Linked DNA regions of Zea mays: region 2 is linked to region 1. The links are chromatin contacts, called in public Hi-C maps. All regions are on one chromosome and are shown on one strand. Each heading gives the region's core, a stretch centred on a gene start, on an enhancer-like site or on the middle of the called end of the contact. The rest is flanking DNA. Distances are from core to core; before and after follow the strand shown. Region 1 holds the start of LOC732820 (LON peptidase 1). Region 2 holds the start of LOC100193219.

What was found. A called contact is a pair of places that touch in the nucleus more often than the background predicts.
Region 2: a contact with region 1 is called in a Hi-C map of ear, with 1.6 times the contacts expected there. The contact joins the promoter of LOC100193219 here to the promoter of LOC732820 in region 1. A contact is called at or near these places in 3 of 25 Hi-C or Micro-C datasets (ear, leaf and tassel).

Annotation. Positions count from the first base shown.
Region 1 is chr7:149,480,583-149,487,497 of Zm-B73-REFERENCE-NAM-5.0, forward strand. LOC732820 (LON peptidase 1) reads right to left here and starts at 3,082. Exons shown (of 17, transcript NM_001112433.2): 1 at 2,880-3,082; 2 at 2,236-2,345; 3 at 2,030-2,138; 4 at 1,288-1,457; 5 at 942-1,033. The coding sequence starts at 2,989.
Region 2 is chr7:149,658,988-149,665,902 of Zm-B73-REFERENCE-NAM-5.0, forward strand. It overlaps LOC100193219, which reads left to right and starts at 3,191. Exons shown (of 7, transcript NM_001349830.1): 1 at 3,191-3,663; 2 at 4,359-4,383. The coding sequence starts at 3,311.

The DNA.
Region 1 (6,915 bases), core at 1,832-4,331:
TTTCAAGTATTTCACTCGCATAGAAGTCAGGCACCATAAATCAACAAATTGAAGATATTGCACCCCTTCAATTTGCTACCATGCCAGCAAAAATGGCTGACAAGCTCACTGTGCTTCAGGCCCTCACAAATCACTCTTGAATCAGTGACATACAAGGAACATTCTCAGTAGGAGTCCTAGTTGAATTTTTGAATCTATGGGGCCTCCTCTCTGAGATTGTACTACCATCTCATGTGAAAGTGTGCCTCGTTGGTGTCTTTCACGTTCTGGAATTTACTCAGCCGATTCAACATATAAGGGATTCTTTCAAGGATTTATTCAATACCAGCCATGTGACCGTATTTAGAACACTTGGGCTCCCAGCCGGTATTATTTCTTTATGTGGATTGTGGCTCATAAATGTTGTTGGACAGTAAGGGGTTCAACTTGAAAAATGGGGACTCCCACACCCTGACAGATGTCTTCACTGTGATGAGGCTGAAGAAACTATTGACCATTTGCTTACTAATTGTGTGTTTGAAAGGCAATTCTGGTCCTCACTTCTATGATGGTTTGGCTTACAATCCTTGTCCCCCTCGCTAGATGATGGGGTCAATGGACAGTCACAGCAAGGGACCAGTTCCCTAATCACTCTAAGGGCATGAACTCTTTGGAAGAATAGGAACCATTGTGTTTTGATAACTCTCTGGTAAGCATGGATGGTGCCTTATTGCTTGCCAAGGGGGAGGCCATGCTCTGGGCTATGGCCAGTGGCCAGTGCTAAAGGGCTGCCCTTCTTATCAGCCCTTGCCCCTAGTGACTAGGTTGCTCCAGGTCGTGATCTCTATTTAAGCAGGAGTGGATGTAATTCGTGAACTGTTCAGTAAAATCAAGAGGGCAACCGAAACTTGAAATCTTATACTAGTAAACAAAAGAGATGAAGTTCTGCACGAAATATTTACCTGTTCTAGAACAGAAATTAGTTCCATGGCAGTAGCTTTAAACTGCCTAGAAAGAGCGATAAGATCTGGGTCTTGCTCTGCCTGCTCCAATTCTAAAAAAATACAGACATATTAGTAGAGATGTAAAAAACTGAGTCTTATAACAAGTGAATTCAAGAAAAAACAGATGGATAATTGCGCCATCCTTTAAGAAAGGATATCTTTAAGATACATTAACCTTTAAGGTATAAGGTATTGCATGAGAAAAAACTGTACTTATGTACTATGCAATAGAAGTCATAAACTTAAGACTACAATGATCTAGTAAACAGACAGAACAAAACAAGTTTTAAATTCAAAACTTTACCAGTCTTTGTCATGTCAAGGCGTGAAACACGGGCGACATGGTATGGTCCTCTTGCACTTAGTTCCTGAACGCTGAACCTACAAAGACCTTCAAGAACAACAATGTATGTAACCCTTCCACTTGGCTTCTCCACCCCTCTGGAAAGGTGTAAAGCTCTGGCAGCAACTCCCCTGCACATGGAGGAAAAACAAAGTTAAAGAAAAGTTAAATAAAAAATGCATAAGGTAGTGAAAGATTGCCTGCAATATAGCCCATAGGTTCAATATAGCTTAAGTTATAGCTGGAAATAATAAATATAATCTTCATAGTTCAGTGAATCTTTCATAGGAAGATGTTAACCACACATGATGCTAAAATATGGAAAACTTTGCATGCTTACGATGCACCCTCCTCAAGCTAAGCTTATTAATACAAAATGTGTGAAAAGTCCCTTGGACATATTACTGTGTGAAAAATATCTGCTCATTGTCAATCTATATCAGCCATATTTTATCTCAGGCAACTATAGGCTAATGAATGTTGCACTTGTGTGCACACATGGCATACACAGGGTTAAATAAATAAAAGGCAAACATTTGCATCCGTCTATTATTCATGTTTGTAGAATAAAATGCAGTATAAACCCATTGTTATATTATATCCACCAACAGTCATCTCCTACACCTGAATGTGTTTATCTCTATAACCTTGTTCATGAATGAAATACAAGCATTAGACGAGCAAAGATAGTGATGTCACACACTTGCTGTGCCAGTGAATGGGCTCCTTCCCATTTTTTGTGTCCTGCTTTGATGACTCTACTGCAGAACCGCCAACCTTACTGCCTCCTTCACCTGAATCACTGCCCACACCTACAAGAGCGGTAACAACTGCAGGAAGTAAATGTATGTCCACAAAGCCCAACAATTTTGCTCATACAGCAAATCCGAAGCCAGTCTTTTATCTCACCAGGAGACAGCAAAGAGCCAACAGCTGTTGCCTCCGAGTCCCGCACAGGAAGTACCCCGATCAGGCCTTTCTCTTCCTTCTGCCAGAGTTCTTGCTCCACCAGCTTCACACTAAAGAGGCAAAGAATGACACCGACGAAGTCACAAACCAAGTAAAAATCCAAAACAATCTGCAATTTCCCCCCTCCTACATAGTAGTGAGCCGCCTTCGAAGGAAAGCTCAAATACACAAGGGACCCAACTGCGCGCAGAAAAGTCAGACACTAACGGAAAGGGGAATCTGCCGGACCTCAAAAGCAAACAGCCCACTGAAAACCCCAAATTCAACGAACGCATCAAATTGAGGCAAGCAATTTCAATTTTTCCCGTCTGAAGCGAGATAACCAAATTGAAGCGCAAGGACCAAGGAGTCGTAATTTCGTAGCAAGTGGTGTTAATTAGATGTAGAACAAACCACGTGTCTACTAAACATCTCCCGATGGGGGAGAAAACCTACAGAGAAAAAAAGGAACTCCCAGAACTGAAAACCTGAGCCCGATACGGCGACAGCGCACCAAATTAATCCCCCCAAAACAAAATCGAAACCCACGCCGATCAGCGGGCGGAGCTACAAGCTCTCGACGGTTGGTCCGGATTCGGGCTCACCTACTGGGGTTGGTGCAGCGAATCCGCACGATGGCACCGGGGAGCAGCACCTTGTTGCGGAAGGGCAGTACGGCGAGCCGGCTCGGCAGCTCCACCGGCGAGTCCGACATGTCGGGCACGCAAATCGCGTCGATGCCGAGGCGGGGAGGAGAGGCGCACCAGCGTACGCCAAAGAACAATATTTTTTTTTAAAAAAAAGAAAATTTAGAGAGTAAAGAAGCCGAGAGGTGGAAGACGATGTCGATATTTATGGGGGGCGTGCCGACCTCAATACAGGTGAGTATAGGTTTGCTTTTCGACGTGCGAGTGCGGGTAGTGGGGCCGGCCGGCGGACCGGGACTGTAGAACGGTGGTGGCGGGGTCTAGGTGGCAGTGAAGGGCTGATTTGCGACTAGAGATCACGAGTTTACGGAGAGGCGTTTTATTCCGTTAATCTTGTTATCCATGGATTGGATTGGAAAATAATTAAGAATAAGTTTAACTTGTTTGGGATTTAAACCCACCGAACAAGTACGAGATAGGATTGGAAAATAATTAAGAATAAATTTGACTTGTTTGAAATTTAAACCCACCGAACAAGTACTTACTATTTAATTTTGAATATGAAGTGTATTTGTTCTAGTATCCCTCGTGGGTCTGTTTGGTTTTCTACTTAAGGCGCCACAATCTGTCTAACCTTAAATGTTCGAATTGAAGAACTAAGATTAGATAGAAAAGTTAGACACATTGTGGCGCTTTAGGCCCCAAACCAAACAGCCACCAAACCTGCCCAAGGGTGTAGACGTGGCGCGCCGAGATAAGGGCAGCTGCGGCGTGTGGCGCTGGTTTGTTCTTTGTTGTGACTGACGTAACGGTGGGAAACGGCACGGGTCGTATACTCGTATGTAGTAGATCGGGGCCGTCGGTTTTTGTGGGTCGGACTGACGGACGGCGCAGGTCTGCAATTGCAAAGCGTGCACGTGGGGTTTTCTTGGTGGCACGTGGACCATATGATCTGAAACGTACGGATGGATCTTGGCGTGCTAATTTGAGCATCACCGACTGGAACTGGAAGTTGTTGAGGGGAATAGTGACGTCGTGTCATACTACTAGTAGATAGGAGTATAGAAGTAGATTTATGCTTCCTCTCTCTTTTAGGGCAGCTCTGGTCCTGAATAAAACTAACTGACACAGTTTCGTGAGACAAAGTTCGGCTCTCGGTTCGTGAGAGTTAAGGCTCTCTCCGGTTTCATAAAAACCTCTCACAACCATATATACCGTATGCACACTACTCAACGGTTCTCTATGGAAGGTTTCTATGACCTCCGAGTTAATTTTGGAGCGTGTCTGTGTACGGGATGACTCCTTCTAATAGGTTGTGTGCCTCCATATTCCTCGCATGACGCTCTATCACATATATCTACTGTGCAAGACCCTGTAGCTTACTCTATGCTCCTGCCATCGTACCAGATGGGTTCCGCATAATGTGCTTCCGGTAAGGTTGAGTTCGTGTTCAGTACGACTTCATCTTCCGTCAACTCCCTTGTGTCACCCTCCAGCATGTTCGGGCACGCGTAAGGTGTGTCGTCCTGTCCTTTTTCTGGTACGTGGGTGGAGACTTCGATGCCATAACCCTCCCCTACTGCCGTACAAATAACGTGGACATGATTTTGTGATGTTGTGTCTTTTGTCGCGGCCGTCGTGGACCAACGACGTCAGTCCAGCCTCCTCCCTTGCGGATCGGCTTGGCTCGACGGTGACTTGGTCGTTCGCCCCGCCTCCCAGACTTGCTCGGCGGAGACTTGGTCGTACGCCCTGCCTCGCATACTTGTTCGACGGGGCTTGATCGGTAAATGGGCTAGAGAGAGGTTCATGGGCCTCGCTTTGGGTACCCCTTTCCTGGGAACAAATCATTATGAGTTTATCAGACTGATTTGGTTGTTTTCTGCACAACACATGACCATACATATGTTATTGCTGCACTACTTTTACCACGTTGCAACGCACGAGTATTTAACTAGTTGTTTAATATGTGCATTGTTGCATATTATTTAATTCTCCACTTATTAGAGATAATACATTAGGTAATACTTATGAGACAACTTTAGTTACATGTATTTCTAAGCCATTCTTACACTTGTTTACCACTTTGGTAACTTACAAAATTTCCAGACTATTGAAACTTGTCGTTTTGAGCATGTTTGCTACATAGAACTCATAGTTCTATAAGAAAACTTACCATAAAGTTATCAGATACATATCGAATCCAAGTTCCTTCAACTCATATGCCATACCGAACAAGCTAATGTGGGTTGCCAAGACCACTTATCCCATTATAATGAGAACTAAGTGAGTTATCAATAATAATAAAACCTTTTTAAAGCGTGCTCCTATGAAGCCGCGAAGCTCCTTACCACTAAATTTCTTGCCGTCCTTTTTAGTAGGAAAAACCTTGTGTTAAATGAGATTAAGAATCTTATGATCATTTTTAGATAATCAGAAAGCTATAATATTCTTATCATTTATAAAACAAAAATGTCTTCCGCGCGCGCGATGGTTGCGCGTAACTTACTAGTGTAGATCGAAACAGCAATGTCTAGGCGTGGGTAACGCTTAGAGCCAAACCCTACAAAACTTTGAGGATATCATCGATAACGACAAAGTGTTAAGTATGTAATAAAATAGTCACTATTTAGTGGATCTAACCAATTTAGATCCCGTTTGGAACAATCTAATTTTTAAAAAACTAGTTTTTATTTTTTTAGCCAGAAGAGACTAGTATCTTGGTTTTTAAGAAACTAGAAATCTAATTTTTATGAATTGAGGCATGATCTCTCATGTTTGGATCCACCTAAATTTCTATAAACAAGTTTCTTAAAAACTAGGTGGTTCCAAACAGATCCTTAATACGCGTGGCCTATATTACTCTCCAACGCACACACTCATGCTTTGTGTTTAGTTTTATGGATTAGGATGCGGCTTGACCATCACTTGTTTCGTTGCAAATCTTTACATTACATGCTCGGCTCATCTCGTCCACTTGGGGAGTTAGAGAAGGAGGCTCGGCTCGCGAGCTATTTCCTGATAATTATTATTGCATTATTCAGTGAATTAGTACATAAATTCAAAATATAGAATCATCGTTCAATATTATAATATTATGAGTAATTTAAATTATAACTGTAATATATTCATCATCAAATACTAAAAATGAGCTATTATTCATAAAATTATCTAATATTCGTTATTATTTTATAAATTAGTTAATTTGACACGGCTCGCGAGCTAGCTCGGTTCGGTTCGCTGCAACAATGAGCTAGAAAAATGGGATCAGCTTTGCTCGTTCAAGGCTCGCAAGCTGCTTTGAGCTCGAGCCGACTCGAGAGGCTCAACCTTATTTTCCAGCTATATTGAGCTCCATCGGCTCCTACCTATCTTTGAGAAGAAATGTTTTCAGTAATAGAAAAAAAAAACATTGCAGAACATGTGCTTTCAACCTATCGGCGGCCGTTGGCTGTAGCTCGTCTCACCACTACACGCACCGTACCAAGCACCGTAGCATGAACCGAAAGTCTTGGCATGCAGGCTGGAATCCAAACCCAACGTCCCAACCAGAGTCGTTGAACCTGGACACCTTTTTTCATTTGATGAATCACCGGAGGGGGAGAAGATGCTAAGTTTAACTTTTTTTAAGAATCTTTTTTTTAGAATCTGGGTGTATGAAGAATTTGACTAGAATCTGAAAATCATAGAAATTACATATGTAGGAAGATAAAAATAGTTTATAGAGTTTAGTACGTAGAAAACGACGGTTTACTACTATCGCAATGACTCGGACGATTATGTGTTCACATTGATTTTAAACGGTTTTGACTAAAGTGGTTTAACGCGTCATCCTGCACCAAATCACACGCCCAATCAAGCACGTAAATATAAAAATGAAGCAAAGCGAACTGGCAAGAAAGGTTTTGGCATTGTTCAGACATGGGAGCAGCAATAAAATAGCAGTATGTTCCCGATAGCTACCAGTGGGTAGTAGTAGCAGCTACAGATCAGT
Region 2 (6,915 bases), core at 1,941-4,440, 180 kb after region 1:
AGGTATACCGGTCGATGATAGGATCTCTACTCTATTTATGTGCATCTCGACCGGATATTATGCTTTCTGTATGCATGTGTGCAAGGTTTCAAGCTGATCCTAAGGAAGTTCACCTTAGGACCGTAAAGAGAATCTTGAGATATTTAGTTTATACTCCTAAGTTTGGCCTTTGGTACCCTAAGGGATCCTCTTTTGATTTAATAGGATATCCCGTTGAACACAGCCACACTAAGCACATAGCCATTCAGTATCACTTTTTGAGATATCACCAACAAAGGGGGATATCGAGATAGCCTATATTAACACCAAAGAACAACTAGCCGATATCTTTACCAAACCACTAGATGAGAAAACCTTTACCAAACTTAGGAATGAGCTAAACATTCTTGATTCTCGGAACTTTGATTGATACTTTGCACACATAGCTCATTTATATACCTTTGATCATATCTCTTTTATGTCTATGACTAATGTGTTTTCAAGTGTATTCTCATGCTTAGTCATAGAATTGAAAGGGAAATGGAGTATTCGGCAAAGACGACGCTTCCACTCAACTTCATCGGTATTATCTACTCTTTGCCGCTATTCCGCCATCTCTCCACATTGGTATAATCTTTCACTCATATATTGTTTGCCAAAGGGGGAGAGAATTTACAAAGGGCTCACAAAGTCTCCGTTTTTGACGATTTATGCCAAAGGGGGAGAGAGTATTAGCCCAAAGCAAAAGGATCGCACCACCACCTAATTTTTAATTATGTTTTGAAAATTTTTATTGGTATTAGTATCTTTCAAATTGGTATTCCCCTAATGAGAGTATCTCAATTAATATATCCCAAAACCCTCTTGAAAGCTAAGAGGAGAATTTTATTTAGGGGGAGTTTTGTCTAAGTCAAAGGAAAAGCATTTGAAACAGGGGGAGAAAATCTCAAATCTTGAAAATGCTTCTTTAAATCTTATTGATATACCTTTGGCTATTTGCAAAAGGATTTTGAAAAGAATTTTCCAAAGAATTTGCAAAAACAAACTAGTGGTGCAAGTGTGGTCCAAAATGTTAAATAAGAAGAAAGAAATCCATGCATATCTAGTAGAAATAATATATTGGTTCAATTTCAAGCAATCTATGCACTTATATTATGCAAACTAGTTCAATTTTGCACTTATATATTTGCTTTGGTTTGTGTTGGCATCAATCACCAAAAAGGGGGAGATTGAAAGGGAAATAGGGTCAAACCTTTTTCTAAATGATTTTGGTGGTTGAATTGCCCAACACAAATAATTGGACTAACTAGTTTGCTCTAGATTATATGCTCTACAGGTGTCATAGGTTCAACACAAACCAATAAAAAGAACAAGTTAGGGTTCAAAAAGAAAGAAGCAAAAGAAACCGAAGACTGCCCTGGTCTGGCGCACCAGACTGTCTGGTGTGCCACCGAACAGTGTCCGATGTGCCAGGGAGATCCACTCTAAACTCCTCAGCTTCGGGTTTCTAGAAATGCCACTCCGCTATAATTCACCGGACTATCCGGTGTGTCATGCGGAGCAATGGCTACTGCGCCAACGGTCGTCTGCAAAAGCAACAGTGAACAGTGAACAGTGAACAGTGCGCGGACTACGCACACAGAGTCAGAGCAGCACCAGAAGGTGCACTGGACAGTGAACAGTACCTGTCCGGTGCTGCACCGGACTGTCCAGTGCCCCATGAAGTCAGAGCTCCAACGATCGAAACCATCAGAACCCTAACGGTTGGGTGACGTGGCCGGCGCACTGGACAGTGTCCGGTGCGCCCTTCGACAGCAGACTTACCCAACTGCTGTTTTGGTGGTTGGGGCTATAAATACCCTCCAACCACCACACTTCAATGCATCCAAGTTTTTTAGACATCTCACTCAATACAAGAGCTAGTGCATTCAATACAAGACACAATTAGATTGAATCAAAGCCTCTCTAAGTCCTAATTCCACTCAAAGCAATTAGTGACTAGAAGACAGAGTTTTGCTCGTGTTCTTTGAGCTCTTGCGCTTGGATCGCTTTTCTTCTTCCTCTTTCTTGTTCTCAAGACATTTGTAATCAAAGCAAGAGACACCAAGTTGTGGTGGTCCTTGTAGGGGTCTAAGTGACCCGTTTGATTAAGGAGAAAAGCTCACTCGGTCTAGGTGACCGTTTGAGAGAGGGAAAGGGTTGAAAGAGACCCGGTCTTTGTGACCACCTCAACGGGGAGTAGGTTTGCAAGAACCGAACCTCGGTAAAACAAATCACCGTGTCATCCGCTTCATTTGCTTGTGATTTGTTTTCACCCTCTCTTTCGGACTCGATTTTAATTCTAACGCTAACCCGGCTTGTAGTGTGTGCTTAAGTTTATAATTTTTCAGATTCCGCCTATTCACCCCTCTCTAGGCGACTTTCACTCCTCCACAACGACCGGATGAAGATCATCGTCCATGCCGTAGACGGTTGGCTCCTCGTCGGTGACTAAGGTCCCTTATGGCTACGCGGCACCGGCACAAACGATACCTACGAGACCCATCACATCCATGGATTAAAATCAAGAATCAAGATATAAGACAAAAGAAGGTGATGGGGATTAGGGTTCAGGGTCTCACCTGCGTAGCCGGAGCACCTGAGTCGCTTGAGAGCACCATCGCGAGGAGGAACACCAAGAGGATGTTAGGATGGGTATTAGCCGATTAGGGTTCGGGATGCGAGGAAGGGAAGAGGATGAGCGAAGAGATGATGAGAAGGAGAAGATAATCGAGAGTATAGATGTCCAAATAAGCTGTCGCCGGTAGCCGTCGACAGGAGGCGGCTGAGGAGAGATTTCGCAGGTCGCCGGGAGCTGGAGCCAGGAGAGGATAAGGTTTAGGGTTTCAAGCAGTGAGAAATGAGCGAGCGCGGGGATGGGTAGAGCTCGGGGAGGTGCGATATTGTTATGCAGCAAGGAATCAGACCGGTGTCGTGCCTCCCTAATTTCTATGGTGGACCAGGCCAAGCATGGTGTGCCGTCCTCCGAACCTAAGCATGGCACGACCACTGTGTCAGGCCGGTCCGAGCACGATGCACAACGGGCTGTGCCAGACGGAGACTAGTATCAGGCTACAACAGTGGTAGGCTTCACGCTAACAGAGCATCCCAGGCTCCCAGCCATATAGACATCTATACCCCCACCCACCCAACCTTCGGCAGTCCCCATCCTCTCCTGTGGGCGCTCCCTCTCCCCGGCCCCCAAATCACCGCGCCTCCCTCGCCACGCCTCACAGGGCCGGTTGCGTAGGAGAAAGGAGAAAGGAAGGAGGGGAGGCGGTCGTCGGGCGAGATGAGCGACTCCTTCTGCCCCGACTGCAAGAAGCATACGGAGGTGGCGTTCGACCACTCGGCGGGGGACATGGTGTGCACCGAGTGCGGCCTCGTCCTCGAGGCGCACTCCGTCGACGAGACCTCCGAGTGGCGCACCTTCGCGAACGAGTCCAACGACAACGACCCCGTCCGTGTCGGTGGCCCCACCAACCCGCTCCTCACCGATGGCGGCCTCTCCACCGTCATCGCCAAGCCCAACGGTGCGCAGGGCGACTTCCTATCCTCCTCCCTCGGCAGGTGGCAGAACCGCGGCTCCAACCCCGACCGATCCCTCATCCTCGCCTTCCGCACCATCGCCAACATGGCTGACCGGTCCGCCTCCCCCCTTCTCCGCTGCTCCCTTTTCTCACGCTATAGGTCCGATCCGATTCGATCAAATTATGTGGCTTGCTAGTAGTTTGCGCTGATTTGTAGGATATGGCGTGTGCTTGTTACGTTCATGCGTGCGGCGCGCTGCCTGATTTTACGCCTGGGGCTATGGAATGTGACCAGGGTTGGTTATGACTGCGGGTCTAGATTTGGAACATCTGATTGATATATTGCGTCTAGTATTTTTGCATGTTCTTGCAGGGTTTGGTGCTGGATGATTTGTCCCTTGGATCTACTGAAATCCCGTTCTTTATAATATGGGAACCCATCTAATATCCTTAATTTCTTCGGGAACTGTCAAAGGTTAGGTTTTTATTTGGGCACACAATAGGTTTGGCTAGAGTAGTTGTGCTGCTTGCACCTATGCATCATTATTCACTATGTTATGCAAAATTAGCATTGGGGATGTTAATCGTGATGTCGTGTATTACCTATACCTTAGGCACATGATTTGTTAGTGAAGGATCATTCTAGATTGCGGCATATATTATAGATACAGTAAAAATATATCGCCGCATATTTCTGATTTGGGCGAATAGATGCACAGTACTCAAGTTGATAACTAATTTTATTTTAGCTGTGTCGACTTTAATTTCATAACATCTGTCGTGTGCTGATACAAACTATGGCTTCTGCAGGCTAGGTCTTGTGGCTACTATTAAGGTAACGAATCTGATGGTTACTGTCCATTATTTATAGCTGACTGTCAACATTTTTTTATATAGTTGCTTTTTTGAGTGTTAGCTGTGAGCCTGTGATCTACCATTTTAGTCGCTGATAGGTTTTGTCTACTGTCCTAATAATTGGTCAATTGTAAAATACTGAAACCTATTTTGATCTCTTTTTTGTATGCTCCCTTGATAGGAATATCTGTAGTTCATCAGATATTCAGATTACATGTTTCTTTCTCGAACATGCAAGAGTTGCATATCATTATATTAAGAAGAAAAAAAGGGGAAGAACCCTTACAACACACACCCGAGCACACTTGGTTGATTACATGTTATTTTTTAAAACTTAAGTGAGTGTATATGCTAAGGCTCTGTTCGGATTGGAGGAATTCCAAAGGGAAATTGTATGGATCACAAAACGGAGGAAAGGAAATCAGGGTGCACGTTTGGAATACTGGAAGAGACAATTCCTTTCTCTTGGAATCCTGTGGGTAGATGTTCGTTCCACAGCGCTGTTCGCCTAAATGGCAGTCAGCCTGTTTATACTGTTTGAAAGCTACCCAGTACACATGGGTTTATTTTTTCATTTAATTGATCGTTTACCCGTTTAGGTGGCCGTTTGGCCCAAATAATGGCTAAACAGCAAGTGACCGACTGTTTATCGTTTAGGATAACCAAGGTTATTAAGGCGTTAAGGCGAGACATGGTGACCGACCCCCTTCCAAACGCCTAGGCGAGTTAGGCGTGCGGCGAGGCGACGCCATATGAGCATCACCTAGGCGAGGATATGCAAAAAAAATCCTAACAATCTAACACTTGCAATAGCAAAATTGGTAAGGTTAGAGAATACAATACAAGCCTTTGATTGATGAGGGTGCTGTTGCAGTGTTGCTGGCTTGCTATATACAAAATAGGAGATGAGGGAGAGCAGGCGAGCAGCAGCAGAGGAACTGATGAAGAGGAAGAGCAGAGGAAACCACCGTGCATCGGATGGAGCAGACAGCAGAGGAAAGCACCGGCCACTGGATGGAGCAGCTTGCCGCCGCGCGCCGGATGGAGGAGGTCGGCCGCCGGATGGAGGAGGCTAGGGCTGGAAACGAGCCGAGCCAGGCTCGGCTCGGCTCGGTGCAGCTCGGAGGTGGAAAGGCTCGAGCCTGGCTCGGCTCGCTGGTACAACGAGCTGCCAAAATAGGCTCGACTCGGCTCGGGTACGGCTCGCGAGCCTGTGAGCCTATTCGTATTGGGCTTTAGGCGGTTGCTTTGCTTGTGGGCCTATTCGTATTGGGCTGCTCCGCTGATGCCTGCTGGTGCGCGCCGTGGGCTTGGCTCGCGAGCCGGCTCGCGACCTTGCGCGAGCTGGCTTGGCTCGGCTCGGGATTTTTTCGAGCTTGCGAAACCGCCTCGGCTCGCCGGTAGCTCGCGAGCCGGCTCGAGCCTGCACGAGCCGCAACGAGCTCGAGCCGGCTCACCGAGCCCGAGCTTTTTTTCCAGCCCTAGAGGAGGCGGCGGCGCGGCGCACCGGATGGAGGAGAGGCGGCACGCCGGATGGAGGAGAGGCGGCGCGCAGGATGGAGGCAACGAGCCAACGGCGCACTGCAGGAAAGGCCCCACCCTCTCTTCCTTCTCTTTCCCTCCCACTCTCTCGGTTTGGCGCGCTGCAAACCCTAAACCCTAGCATGTACGCACGCAAAGCCGCGAACCCTAAAAACCTCCCGCGTAAGCACCTTTGTGTGGCGTCTGTGGCGAAATTGGACGCCATGGCGACGCCTAGGCACGCCAGGCAACGCCATACGCATCCAAGGCGCGGCGGGATCGACGCCTAGAACCTAGGCTCGCCTGGACGCCTAGGCGACGCCATAATAACCTTGAGGATAACACTACTTCAAAGGAAACCAAACATCAACTCCTATCTCTGGTCTTCTTTTCCTTTGGGGATGTCTGAGACAGTGCGTACGAAGAAGGGAGGCGAGAACAAGGAAGCACCGAATCACACCTCAAGAAGTTGTCTGCCCCATCCTGATCTTGTCTCTTCCACTGCTGACGCTGATCTAGGAACCACCGGAAGTAGGTAAATGGGGAGTCAGAACGAAGAGTTGAAAGCCAAGGCCGAGATTAGATTGGGGACAATGTTTTCAAGTCAGACGACTTGCTGATCGTTCTGGCTGATCGACTAGGGCGATTAATTGTGATTGGTCCAAACCGACTTGGACGATTAATGGGACAACTTGAAAACATTGATTGGGGAAAGTGCATAATATGCCTTTTTTACTATGTAGTGAATAGATAAGGAGCATTGGAAGAAAATATTTAATGAAATGAGTAAAGATGTTGCCTTTTATGTTGGTTTCTCATGTTATTTAGACTGATTTAATAATATATAAATTTCAATCAAACAATAAGTCAATAATACTCCACTTTGTGTATTATGATACCTGTGTTCCAAACACCTGCTTCTTCAGCTTTCCTGTCTTTTTCTATTCCTCTATTTTGCACGCTCATTCCTTTCCTATTCGTACATTTTCTA